Linked DNA regions of Zea mays: region 2 is linked to region 1. A link is a contact called in public Hi-C data. All regions are on one chromosome and are shown on one strand. The core of a region is the stretch at or near the end of the contact, and the rest is flanking DNA. Distances in the headings are between cores, read along the strand shown.

What was found. A called contact is a pair of places that touch in the nucleus more often than the background predicts.
Region 2: a Hi-C map of ear shows a contact between it and region 1, with 4 times the contacts expected there. The contact joins the enhancer-like site here to the promoter of LOC103648929 in region 1. A contact is called at or near these places in 2 of 25 Hi-C or Micro-C datasets (ear and tassel).

Annotation. Positions count from the first base shown.
Region 1 is chr2:135,404,087-135,410,119 of Zm-B73-REFERENCE-NAM-5.0, reverse strand. LOC103648929 (probable BOI-related E3 ubiquitin-protein ligase 2) reads left to right here and starts at 3,598. Exons shown (of 2, transcript XM_008673305.2): 1 at 3,598-3,747; 2 at 3,834-4,262. The coding sequence starts at 3,679. The coding sequence ends at 4,262.
Region 2 is chr2:135,549,471-135,555,503 of Zm-B73-REFERENCE-NAM-5.0, reverse strand. No RefSeq gene overlaps it. Among protein-coding and RNA genes, the nearest start is that of LOC103649114, 65 kb to the left of the region's middle. Within about 2 kb of position 2,268, at least 6 of the 20 cell types and tissues checked have an H3K27ac peak or open chromatin away from gene starts, as enhancers often do. A contact at or near this core is called in ear and tassel, where this site is marked.

The sequences.
Region 1 (6,033 bases), core at 2,349-4,848:
AAAAAAAACTAATTGGTCTGCCTTTAAAACTAGACATGGAGTAGGTTCCCATCTTTCCTTCCTTCAAGTTAACTAGGTGGATGCCCGTGCGTTGCCACGGGAGTTAAAATTTAGTATAAAACATAGATACAGAAATACAAACATCACTATGATATGTTAAATCCATGTGGTAAGACTGTTCCAAATTATAAATGTTTTAGTATTTCTAAAGAATCAGTATTGAAGCACACATTGACGACGTCGTCCGTGGCGCCCATGACGCCGTAGTGACACAGCATGTCGTAGAGGCGCGTGCCGCACTGCATGGACGTGGAGATGGCACTGAGGCCATTTCAAGCCCACTTTCTGGCACACCCTGTTATGCTCCTTATGTTGGTTGGCCACGCATACCAGCGTCACGGGGAGTTCCAAGGCCTCGAACTCCGTCACCAGCTGCTCCATGGTCAGCTTGGCGGGGCGTCTCACGAGAGTCACGAGCCCCACCACCACGTATGTCGGTTAAGTATGTCGGTAAGCCGATATTCTTAACATAAGAACGTTGATCTATTAGAGTAAGAACGTCGGTTTCTAGCCGACATTTTTCTAGTAGTGGTAGTGGTGCGGTGCCGGGGTGATGAAGTCGTGCGCCATCAGCCACGACACCAAAGGCTCTAAGTTGAAGGGGTGCTTGCCCGTGAGCCGGACAAGCGCCGGGTGGCGCCGCACCCACGCGTCAGATGTGGCCTCGCCACGCGAGTCGCAGACGGCTGGCTCCACCTCGAGGCACAGGAGGTACGATGATCGCCAGTCCGGCGGGAATGTTGTATTTTTCCATGGAATCAAAATCGGGGCGGGTGCGACGCTTGCCTCCTGGGCCACCGAAGCAGAACATGTTGAAGCTCTTGGGAGGCACAATGGTCGACCACGGGTGGGGGGGGCAGGTGCCGCTCAACAGAGGTCGCCATTGTCGGCACGAGCTACGAGAACGGTTTTTAATTGTGATGTCCAGAGCTCGAGGTTAATCGGAAGCTCGAGGAATATAATCATGCATGCCCTCAGAAAGAAAACACAGAATAAAAAAGGAAACACAATAAATTAGGCAAGGGAAACAGTCAGTCACGATTTTCTGATACAATCAGGCGATATATTAATAGATATTACATGACATTATATATGAAGCAAGTATTAACACAACATTATATCAATAGATCGGGAAAGTATATTACACGGCAATTATAAGGGAAACACAATAAATCAGGCAAGTATATTACACGACATTGCATAGAATACAATCAGGAGCAAATTCAGATACTATGTTGATCCAAACTGCTGTATTCGGTAGATTATGTTTGCAAATCTACGATTCTAGGGACAACTCACGTAAACAAAACTTAAGATTTCAAAAAAGAAGCCAGGTTAGGTAAGACTACCGCAAGACTGTTACTGCAAGCAAGCTGGCATAAAGCTGCATTCGAGATCACATTTTTATTCATCTTGGTCAGAGCGCCTTCATGCTGATTTTTGTATTTGCCAAAAAAGTGTTGGGCTGTAATATAGTTGAAAAAAGAATCCCCAAGTGTCTCTAATGATTCCTGCGAAAAGTCCTCTCGGCAATTCTTTGCTGTAAGTGCTTCCAGAATCTGCAAGTCAATGAACATGGGTTAAAAATAAGAACTATGTTCGTGTAATGCCACATCAATCCGAAAGTGACTATTGCATTAGGTATGAACATATGGGAATGATCAAACTACTTCCAACGAAAAGAACAATCGACAAATGCATGTGTAATGTATTGACTGTTTGATGGAATGCAAAATTTCTACAGAACTCTAGATTTCACCAGAAATAATTACATTTTGACAGCGGGGAGTTCTACACACTTTCCTGCTTAGACTTGTCAGATCTCTATCACAACAGCTACAAAACGATCAGAAGCCTAAGCATGTAAGGAGAGAACATGAGTGATGATCATGTACATCATGATGGGCGAACAAATCAGGAGCAACTACACCACTGCTGGGAAGTAGCGACGAACATTAATTACATTACAAAATAGTATAGTAATAACTAAAAACAACCCTACGTATTTACCAGTCTCCATATCCTACATTCTTACCTTAATTACTCTGGACCAGCATGCGCCAGTTTACTGGCTTAACACTGGCGGTACTCCATCACTAATTTTTAGTCCCTTTATTTTATTTCATTTTAGTTACTAAATTTCTAAATAGTTAAACTAAAATAGAGTTTTATTTTCCATATTTAATATTTTAGGGACTAAAATATAATAAAATTGATGGACAAAAAAATTAGTCCCTATAAACCAAACACCCCCTTAAATAATTTACATAGTTTTAGCTCTCTCAGATACTGCTGAGCCCCTCCTCTCTAGATGTTTCAGGGCCCCTTTGGCAGGGCTCTGGCTTCTCCAAAAACGACTTTGGCTCTGGCTCACGAGGTGAAGCCACTTCTTTAGATGAGCCAAAGCCATTCTGAAAAATTATTTGGCAAAACGGCTTATAGGTTGTTTTTCAGAAAGACCCTTGTATAGTTTATCTCTCCTGTACGTGGCTAGGGATTGAGGGCAGGACCAAAAAAAATAATTTGGACTGGTGGGAGGGCTATTGTGCAAAAATGACGTGAGCTGAAGCCGGGTGAGCCACTTTTTTAGCTCATGCCCTCTAGCTCATTTTGGAAAAGCACTTCACTGGTGAAGCCATTTGAAAAAGAGGTGTTTGGCATAACTTTTGCATGAGTCAGAACCGAAGCTGAAAAATAAGTCCTACCAAAGGGGCCCTCAATATCACCTTCGCTTGCATCGGCCCTGCACATGAGGGAGCCAAAACCAAAAAAAATGACCATGGCAGAAGCCTGCCGCCCCTGCTCTCCTAGCTCCCGATATGCCCAAAGTTGACACCACTCTGTCGTCTAATGTGCTCTGTCTAATGGGATATAAAGCCCTGCATGCTCTGCAAGATGTTTCCATGCATATAGATGAATTTCACAAACTATTAGCAATGCTCACAAGGAAGGATTTTTCCAACGGTTATTTGCATATATAATTTACCTGTTTTTTCTATTATTAAAAAGGAAAAAGAATAGCCAAAGTGCCATCCAGGCAGGTGTGATTGTGCGCCTGCTTTATGCATTCAACACAGTTAGTTAGTGTGCATATAACTTTCTGCTGGGGTATTTGCAAATAACATGTAAACATATAGGTTACATAAAAATACCAGCAAACAACATATTTAACCTTGTTTTTTTTGCTGACCAAATTATATAGCCTTATTTTCACAGGAAGAAACATGGGTAATAAACTACACTTTGGAACCACATGCAAGACTGTACCAACAAGAACTTAAAGTGAATATATTTGTGGTCACTAATCTTATAAGATAGGCGTGATTGCTTAGAATATTAACACTGACATGAACATCAACCCAAACACCGTGCAAGCATGTGGAGGGTGTAGAACGAGATAGTAAGAAGGAAGACACCATTTTCCACAGAGAGACAAAGCACGGGGACGACAGTTACAGACGGATCCACAATGTCAGGGGAGAGGGAAATTGGAGAGTTGGAAGCAGTGGGACCGCTGTACCTCGGGTGCCATCGCGGAAGGCCTTGGAGACATGCTTGGGTGTCCAGCATAGGCCCTCATGGCGGTCGTCCTCGTCAAGCCCCAACACCAGCCGCCCGATGGCCAGTGGCGTCCTGTCGCAGCTGTACCACCAGGGCGTGGAGGTCGACGCGCTGGTGCGGGTCGAGGTGCGTGCGTTGCGTCACAGTAAATCCTTTGTTCGTCGACGTACACGGTGTCTCTGATCCTTTTTTTCCCACACTGTACGCTGCAGACGGACAGGATGCGCGCGACGCTCCAGGAGGCTCGGCGGCGGCACGCGCGGGGTGTGGTCGCGGCCGTGGGCCGCGCGGCGGAGGCTCGGCTCCGCGCCGCGGAGGCAGAGCTGGAGCGCGCCCGCCGCCGCGGCGCGGATCTGGAGGAGCGGCTCCGGCAGCTGGCCGGGGAGGGCCAGGCGTGGCTGGGCGTTGCCAGGAGCCACGAGGCCGTCGCCGCTGGCCTCCGCGCCACGCTCGACAAGGTGCTCCAGCAGCCCGCCGGCGGAGGAGAATGCGGCGTGGCGGAGGACGCGCAGTCCTGCTGCTTCGTGGCATCCCCGTCGGGGCTCGTCGCCGGCGACTCTCTCCTGTACGCACTCTCTCTCTCTCCTCCCCAAGCTGCTGAACGGCATTCGCAGACGACGCCGAGGTTGTTACGAGGATGAGGGGTTGTGGATCCCCGGCATCACGGACGCGCGCAGCGTGGGGGGAGCAGGGGCGGGGAGGGGGCTAGGGGATGGGGGGTTGCAGATCCCCGGCATCACGGACGCGCGCAGCGTGGGGGAGCAGGGGCGGGGGCTGGACGGCAGCTATTGCGCAGGGGTTTGCGGCGTGCTGCCGTGCGGTGCGGGAGGCCGTTGCGGGACGGGAGCGGGGGCAGTCTACAAATGGCTCTTAATAGTTGTAGAGATTTCCTTCCTTCAAGTTAATTGGAACAACGCAAGTAAGGCTAGAAAAAAAAGTTTGAGACTCAAGCGAGCCGCGGGAGCTTTTATGCTCGTTGCCGTAGCGACCCGAATGCCAAATTACTTAAGTGTAGAATAATGATAGATATTGAATAATTTTATAGATAGTCAGTTTGTTACTTAACGTTTCATGATATATATGTGATAATTCATAATTTAGATTACTCGTAATGATGAACGATATCTATATATTTCATATTTATATACTAATAATTTATTATATAATGTAATTATATATATGAGGGTGTGGATGACGAGTCACCTTCAACCCGAGCTATCTCTAGCTCGTGAAATGGACGAGTCGAGCTCGATTCGTTTTCAGCCCTAACCCGAGGCCTTATGTTCGTCTTCCATCACCTAGCAGCAGAGCAGGTAGGAGTTCTTTGCTCTTTCTTTGGGAGAAGAAAGAGCAGATGAGGGCCTTGCAAAAGCAAAAAAAAACGCATGCGGCGTGGCTGATGCCCGCCTTGCTGAGATGCTGAAAGTAGTGAATGGACAAGTCAGGCTCCGATCCTGAATGTGTCCAGCAGCCACATGACCACGTGGACGGTGCTCAGAAACACAAAAGCTGGGCGCCGGTTTTTTTTTCTTTCCTCTTCAAAAAAAACCCTTTGGCTTGCAGTAGTACACGGAGTAGGGGGAGTGGGGAGCATGTGACGAGTGAGATGAGATGCCCTTCCAGTTCCACTGGGTGGTTAGGTAGGTAGGTAGGTAGGTAGGCAGGTTGGTTGGTGCGAGGGGCGGAAGGGATGTGAATGCAAGGGATAAAAGTGCCACCGAGGAGCGGCGTGGGTTGGAGGGAGGGAGGGGCCGCTTCTGTTTGGTTTCTTCTTATTTAATGACCTAGTAGCTGGTCGGAGCCGGAGCATGAGCATGAGCATGGCCATGGGGACGGTGGATGGTGGTGGTTGGTGGTGGTCTCATTGCCCGAATTTTTTATATTTTAGCCCTTCCTCGGAAAAAAATTCATGTTTGGACCTTAAAAAATTTTAATATCATTTTTGGACCCTCTGCTCGGCGCCATCGCCAATGGCGCCGAGGTACGTGCTACGCTGGCACAACCTGAACGACGTGGTGCCAACGTGGTACCGAGCTCGGCGCCAAGATCTATGGCGCCGAGCTCGGATATGTAACAGCAAAGTATGTCTAGCTCAGTTGGTAGAGTACAAGACTTTTAACCTTAAGGTTGTGGGTTCAAGCTTCATGGTGGACGTATTTTTTATCACTAATTTGTTTTTTTGTTGTCCATATTTTTCGTTTATGTCGCTGATTTATCCGTCTAGATTTATTTTTCATCTAGTTTTTTTGTTTTTGTGACCGATTTATTTATTCATCTAGATATTTTTTGTTTTTGTTTTTGTTTATTCAAACTGCGTCACGCAAGTACCATGCACATAAGTAACCCACCCTATGGAAGTACGAAGTACTTTATAAAATCATCAAGTCACTGTTTATTTATACCTTGTATATT
Region 2 (6,033 bases), core at 1,019-3,518, 150 kb before region 1:
TGTGATGTCAATGATATATATCTTTTATTTTGGATGGAATAATAAAAACAAATAAAAAAGGTTTTCTGGTCACTTTGCCTAGTGTTACACTCGATAAAGAGGTTCTTTGTCGAGTGCCATGACCATAGCACTCGGCAAAGAAGACACACCTGAGAACCAATAAATCTTCTTTGTCGAGTGCTGTAGTCCTGGCACTCGGCAAAGAAGCTCCCTTTGCCGAGTGCCTCCAGTAGCACTCAACAAAGGGACTGGTAAAGGGGTCCACTAGAGCCTTCTTTGTCGAGTGTCAATCTAGCAAGCACTCGACAAAGGTGGCTTTTTTGCCGAGTGCCCCCCGAAGCTCTCGACAAATGGACTGACAAAGGGGCCCACTGCAGCCTTCTTTGCCGAGTACCAGGCCAGCAGGCACTCGGCAAAGGCTCCATCACCATCACTTGGCGCCGTGACGATGAGTTTTCTTTGTTGGGCACCAGCTGGCACTCGGTAAAGATTTTATCGAGTGCCCGACAAAAAATACTCAGCAAAGAAGTCGTGGCTAATGTACAGTTCACTGAGACATTTTTACCGAGAGTTACACTCGGCAAAGTTTTTGCCGAGAGTTTCGTGGGCTTTGCCGAGTGCCTAAAACACTCGTCAAAGCAGTTGTGTCTAGTAGTGCATACTCTTACTACTATTAATTGGGCTGCAATTAAGATGATACTATAATTTATGAAATCAAGTTTAAAAGTCGCGTTCAAGCTACTCAAGCCATCATATTTGACAATAAGTGCATATTTAGTTGCAGATTGGGCACATTAGCTAGATGATAGAAAGATCTACCGGCGGCTTTGTTGTATTTTGGCCCTTAATCTCATCTCTTGGAGTGCAAGAAAATATGTCATTGCGCCAAGCAGATCAAGTACTAAAGTAGAGTACAAGGCTTTGGTAAATACTAAAATATTATATCATATATAGTGGATTTCGATCTTGTTGGAGTTCAAGATTGAAAGTTCAAAGGCAATGCGTATGTGGTGTGCCAATATGGGAGCAAAGTATTTATTTTCCAATCCCATGTTTCATATATACCAGAACTAAACATATAGTGGTTGATTATTATGTTTTGAGAGAAAGGCTTGCAAAGAAGCTTTTACAATTAATTTTGTACCCACAGGAGATCAGATCGTAGATGGCTTCATCAAAACTCGTTAGCTAGAATACTTTAAGTACAATCTTAATTTTAAAAGTTGTGGTTAAGGGGGTCTTTTAAGAGATATGTCTAGGTAAATTGCTTTCTTGCACGACATAGATTTCCTAGTATCATAAGTCATAGAGTAATGTCGTAACTTTTTTTTATCAATTTAGAAGTCCTAATTGTATACTCCATCGGTAAATTGCTTCCTTGCACGATAGTTTTTTTGTGTGATGTTTTTTTTACCGAAGATTTTTTGTTTGACACTTGACAAAGATCTTTTTTGACGAGTCCCGAAAAAAACACCCAGCAATTCATTTGATACTCGGTAAAGAACCGAATTCCGATAGTGATCATGCACGTAAATAGTTGAATCCTACGTATAAACAGATACGCCGATACTAGCTAGGATACAACACTTCTTTGTACCTGTGATTTTTTTGACAAAAATATATCTACCAATTACCAACTGCCTCTTGTGTAGTCTTATTATTCCATGAAACAAAGAACTAAAAAAACGATGGTACGAGCTAGCTACTGAATCTAAGGCAGGTGCTTGCAACGTCGAGGCCTGGATGGAGTGTCATCAACATCCATGGAAAAGCCAAAGACATGAGACAGAGGAAAGAGTAGCGCAGAAAATGACAGCGTGATTGATTATCTAGAAAGAGAAGAGGATATTGTACCTACGACGACGTATGCTCTGTCTTGTCCTTGGTTAAATTAAATTCACTACAACAAGAAACCACCGTACTGGAACTTTAAAAGCGAGCGTCTGAGAAGGTCTGCACCAAACACGGAGAGAAAAACATGGCCGGCGTTTGTTGCTTCCGGCGACCCATTCGACCGGATTCGATTCGATTTGATCTTCCAGCGGCTGCCTGCAGGCTGCGCGGGAAGAAAATGTGCGCGTGTGTCCCTACTGCTTTTCTCGCCCGCCTTCAATTTCTCGATCGTTGTGTGAGTGGGACGACGAGGACGAGGACACGCCCATTACTCTACGTTCTTCTCTTCTTCTTCGATGGGCTCAGCTCTCAGAGCTTCTGTTAGACAAAAGTTGCCAAGGACGGATCGCAGTAGCAGATATACTGTACTAGATGCAGACGACGACGTGCCGTACACAACCTGTCCCGATGGGATCGAATGATTATAGCACGCATGGTGACCCGCAGGGAGCTAGGAAGCATCCGATGGATCCGTGCACACGCCGGCCGGCGATTACATGGCGTGTTTGGTTTAAAAAATGAACTAGTCGATTCTCTTCTCACTTCTCACTATTTTTGTTTGGTTTATGAAATAGAATTAGTTGATCCATCACCATCTCATTCCTCATAGTTAGTTAGTACTAATATAAGAAATGAAGTCATCCCACTAAATCTGAGGAATGAGCCCATGATGCACCACCTTAATTTGGATGGTATAATTCCTCAAACCAAACACTCTAATAGTGTCGCCGTAGTCGTTCAAGCATTTAATTGTGGAAAAAGTTTGGCGACCTCGTACTCTCGCTTAGCGCTAGTTTGGCAACCTCAATTTTACAAGAGATTTCTATTTTCCAATTGAAAAATAAACTAATTTCTCTTAAAAAAATAGAAATCTCTTGGAAAATTAGAGTTCCCAAACTAGCCCTTAGTGTTTGATTGAGGAGCCAAAGGAAATGGAATGCCTTCATTCTTATTTTCTGAATGTTTGCTCGCTCCACCAAAACAACATGATGCAAGCGCTTTCGTCCCTCTCCTCTCCTCCACACTCGTACAGCTCTACAAGCAAACAATAAACGAGGCTGCTCCATTCTATTATGCTTTTCAACCAAACAAAAAATAGACTAATTACATTCTACGTGTCTGTCGGCGTTTCGACCCCGGGGGGTCCCTGGACCGACGAGTAAATTATCGCTGCGTGTCCTAGCCCAGATGGGTCGCCACGAGACGGAACACAAAGGGGGAAAACAGTAAGGGGAAACCACGGCCTTCATGTTGTCCTGCGCACAGGGCGGATGCGCTTGCAGTAGGGGATTACAAGCGTTCGCGAGGGAGAGAGAGAGAGAGGGCGCAAGCCTTGTGCGTCGGCCCGTTCTCCCGCGCGGCCACCTTCTCGTGCGAGAGCCCTGGACCTTCCTTTTATAGACGCAAGGAGAGGGCCCAGGTGTACAATGGGGGGTGTAGCAATGTGCTAATGTGTCTAGCAAAGGAGAGCCAGAGCCCTATGTACTTGTCGTCGTGGCTGTCGGAGAGGTTTTGGCGCCCTGTTCATGTGATGTCGTGGCCGTCGGAGGAGCGCTTGAGCCCTGTAGGAGCACAACTGTCGGAGCTGTCGGGTCCTTGCTGACGTCTCCTTGCTTCCGTAAGGGGCTGAGAACCGCCGTCGTCATGGAGCACGCGGGGTGCCATCATTACTTGTTTACCGGGGCGAACCAGATGGGACGCCGGTCTTGTTCTCCGTAGCCTGAGCTAGCTGGGAGTAGGGTAATGATGGCCCCCCCTGCGACGTGGTCGGTCCGAGCCCGAGGTCGGGCGAGGCGAAGGCTCCTCCGAGGTCGAGGTTGAGCACGAGCCCTGTGGTCGGGCGAGGCGGGCGTGCGAGGTCGAGGTAGATTCCAAGCCCTGGGGTCGGGCGAGGCGGAGACCGTCGTCTGGAGTCGAGGTAGAGTCCGAGCCCTGGGGTCGGGCGAGGCGGAGACAATCGTCTGAGGTCGAGGTAGAGTCCGAGCCCTGGGGTCGGGCGAGGCGGAGTCCGTCGTCCGGCGTCGAGGTTGAGTCCGAGCCCTGGGGTCGGGCGAGGTGGAGTCCGTCGTCCGGCGTCGAGGTTGAGTCCGAGCCTTGGGGTCGGGCGAGGCGGAGTCCATCGTCCGGCGTCGAGGTTGAGTCCGAGCTCTGGGGTCGGGCGAGGCGGAGCTTCCTATGGCGCCCGAGGCTGGACTTAGCTGCGGTCACTTCGGCCCTGTCGACTGAGGAGCAGCAGCAGTCGGAGCAGGGCAGGCGGCGCTGTTTTCCTGTCTGGTCGGTCAGTGGAGCGACGAAGTGACTGCGGTCACTTCGGCCCTGTCGACTGAGGAGCGCGCGTCAGGATAAGGTGTCAGTCGATCCTTGCATTAAATGCTCCTGCGATACGGTCGGTTGGCGTGGCGATCTGGCCAAGGTTGCTTCTCCGCGAAGCCTGCTCGAGCTGGGCCTCGGGCGAGTCGAAGGTGCATCCGTTGCTTGAGGGGACCCTCGGGCGAGACGTGAATCCTCCTGGGTTGGCTGCCTTTGCTCGAGGCTGGGCTCGGGCGAGGCGAGATCGTGTCCCTTGAATGGACGGAGCCTTGACCTGAATCGCGCCCATCAGGCCTTTGCAGCTTTGTGCTGATGGGGGTTACCAGCTGAGATTAGGAGTCTTAGGGGTACCCCTAATTATGGTCCCCGACAGTAGCCCCCGAGCCTCGAAGGGAGTGTTGGTACTCGCTTGGAGGCTTTGTCGCACTTTTTTGCAAGGGGACCGGCCTTTCTCGGTTGCGTTTCGTTCTTGTGGGTGCGCGCGAGCGCACCCGCCGGGTGTAGCCCCCGAGGCCTCGGAGGAGTGGTTTGACTCCTTCGAGGTCTTAGCGCGTTTCGTGATGCTTCGGCCGGTCTGGTTGTTCCCTCATGCGAACTGGTCGTTGCTCGGGTGCATAGTCAGGTTCCAAGTTCTCGGGCTAGTATGTTGACGCTGTCAACAGTTTGGCCGGAGTCGGGTTTGCGAGAGCAGCCCCCGAGCCTCCGCACAGAGCGAGAGGACGGTCAAGGACTGACTCAGCCTTTTTCATATGCCCCTGCGTCGCCTTTCCGCAAGGAGGAGGGGGGGAAGCTCCATGTTGCCCTCGGAGGGCGTCGAACATGGTGTCTCCAGTGAGTTGCTAACGGGTGATCCGAGTGGACGCCCGTGCCCCATTCGATAAGGATCGGCTAGTGGCCCAGAGGCGCGCTCCAAAAGTACCTGCAGGAGATTTGCCGGACCCGGTCCCGTTTGATAGGGTCCGAGGGCTCGATGCCTCCCTCTGATGGGATTCCGTTACAAAATCGCTCCTGTGGGTCTCGGAAATGTCCTAGGGTACCTCGGGAGCATAGCCCGAGCCTCGGCCATGTATCGGACGTACCCAGAGTCATCCCTCGCTCTGCGCGTTCTGAGGCGGCTGTCGAACCCTTCGGGGGCCAGCCTACGAACCCCTGATCAGTAGTGGGCGCGGAGCCCGGGTGGCCTGAGGCGGCTGTCGAACCCTTCCGAGGGGCCAGCCTTCGAACCTCTGACCAGTAGTGGGCGTGGAGCCCGAGCGGCTTGAGGCGGCTGTCGAACCCTTCCGAGGGGCCAGCCTTCGAACCTCTGACCAGTAGTGGGCGCGGAGCCCGAGTGTTCTGAGGCGGCTGTCGAACCCTTCCGAGGGTCCAGCCTTCGAACCTCTGATCAGTAGGAGGGCTCGGGGCCCGCTTCCTTCGCGGAGAAGGATCCCTTTCGGAGTATCCCCTTTCCTGGTCCCTGTAGCAACAGAGAGAAAGAGGAAGAGGAAAAGGATACAAAATCGAACGACGTGGCGCACCTTTTTTGACGCGGTCATTATGGCGGAGGTGAAGCGTCACCCGCTTCGCCTGCCAAAGGTGTCGCCTGTTCTGCCGCTGAGTTAATGCGACGGGACGAGTGGTTGGCGGGGCGGCCGTTGTGCGTGCGCGAGGCATTCGAGGAACGGAACACGGGCGCGTCGTCTTCACGCCGTGGGAGAGGGCTCTCTCGCTATCCCAGGAGGGGACGTGAGCCTGCAGACGACTTGACTGCTGCTTCCGCCCGCCTGCTGCCTCCATTGCTGTCGGCCCACTTCTGGCCATATTGATCGTCACGCCTTTTCTCGCGGCTGA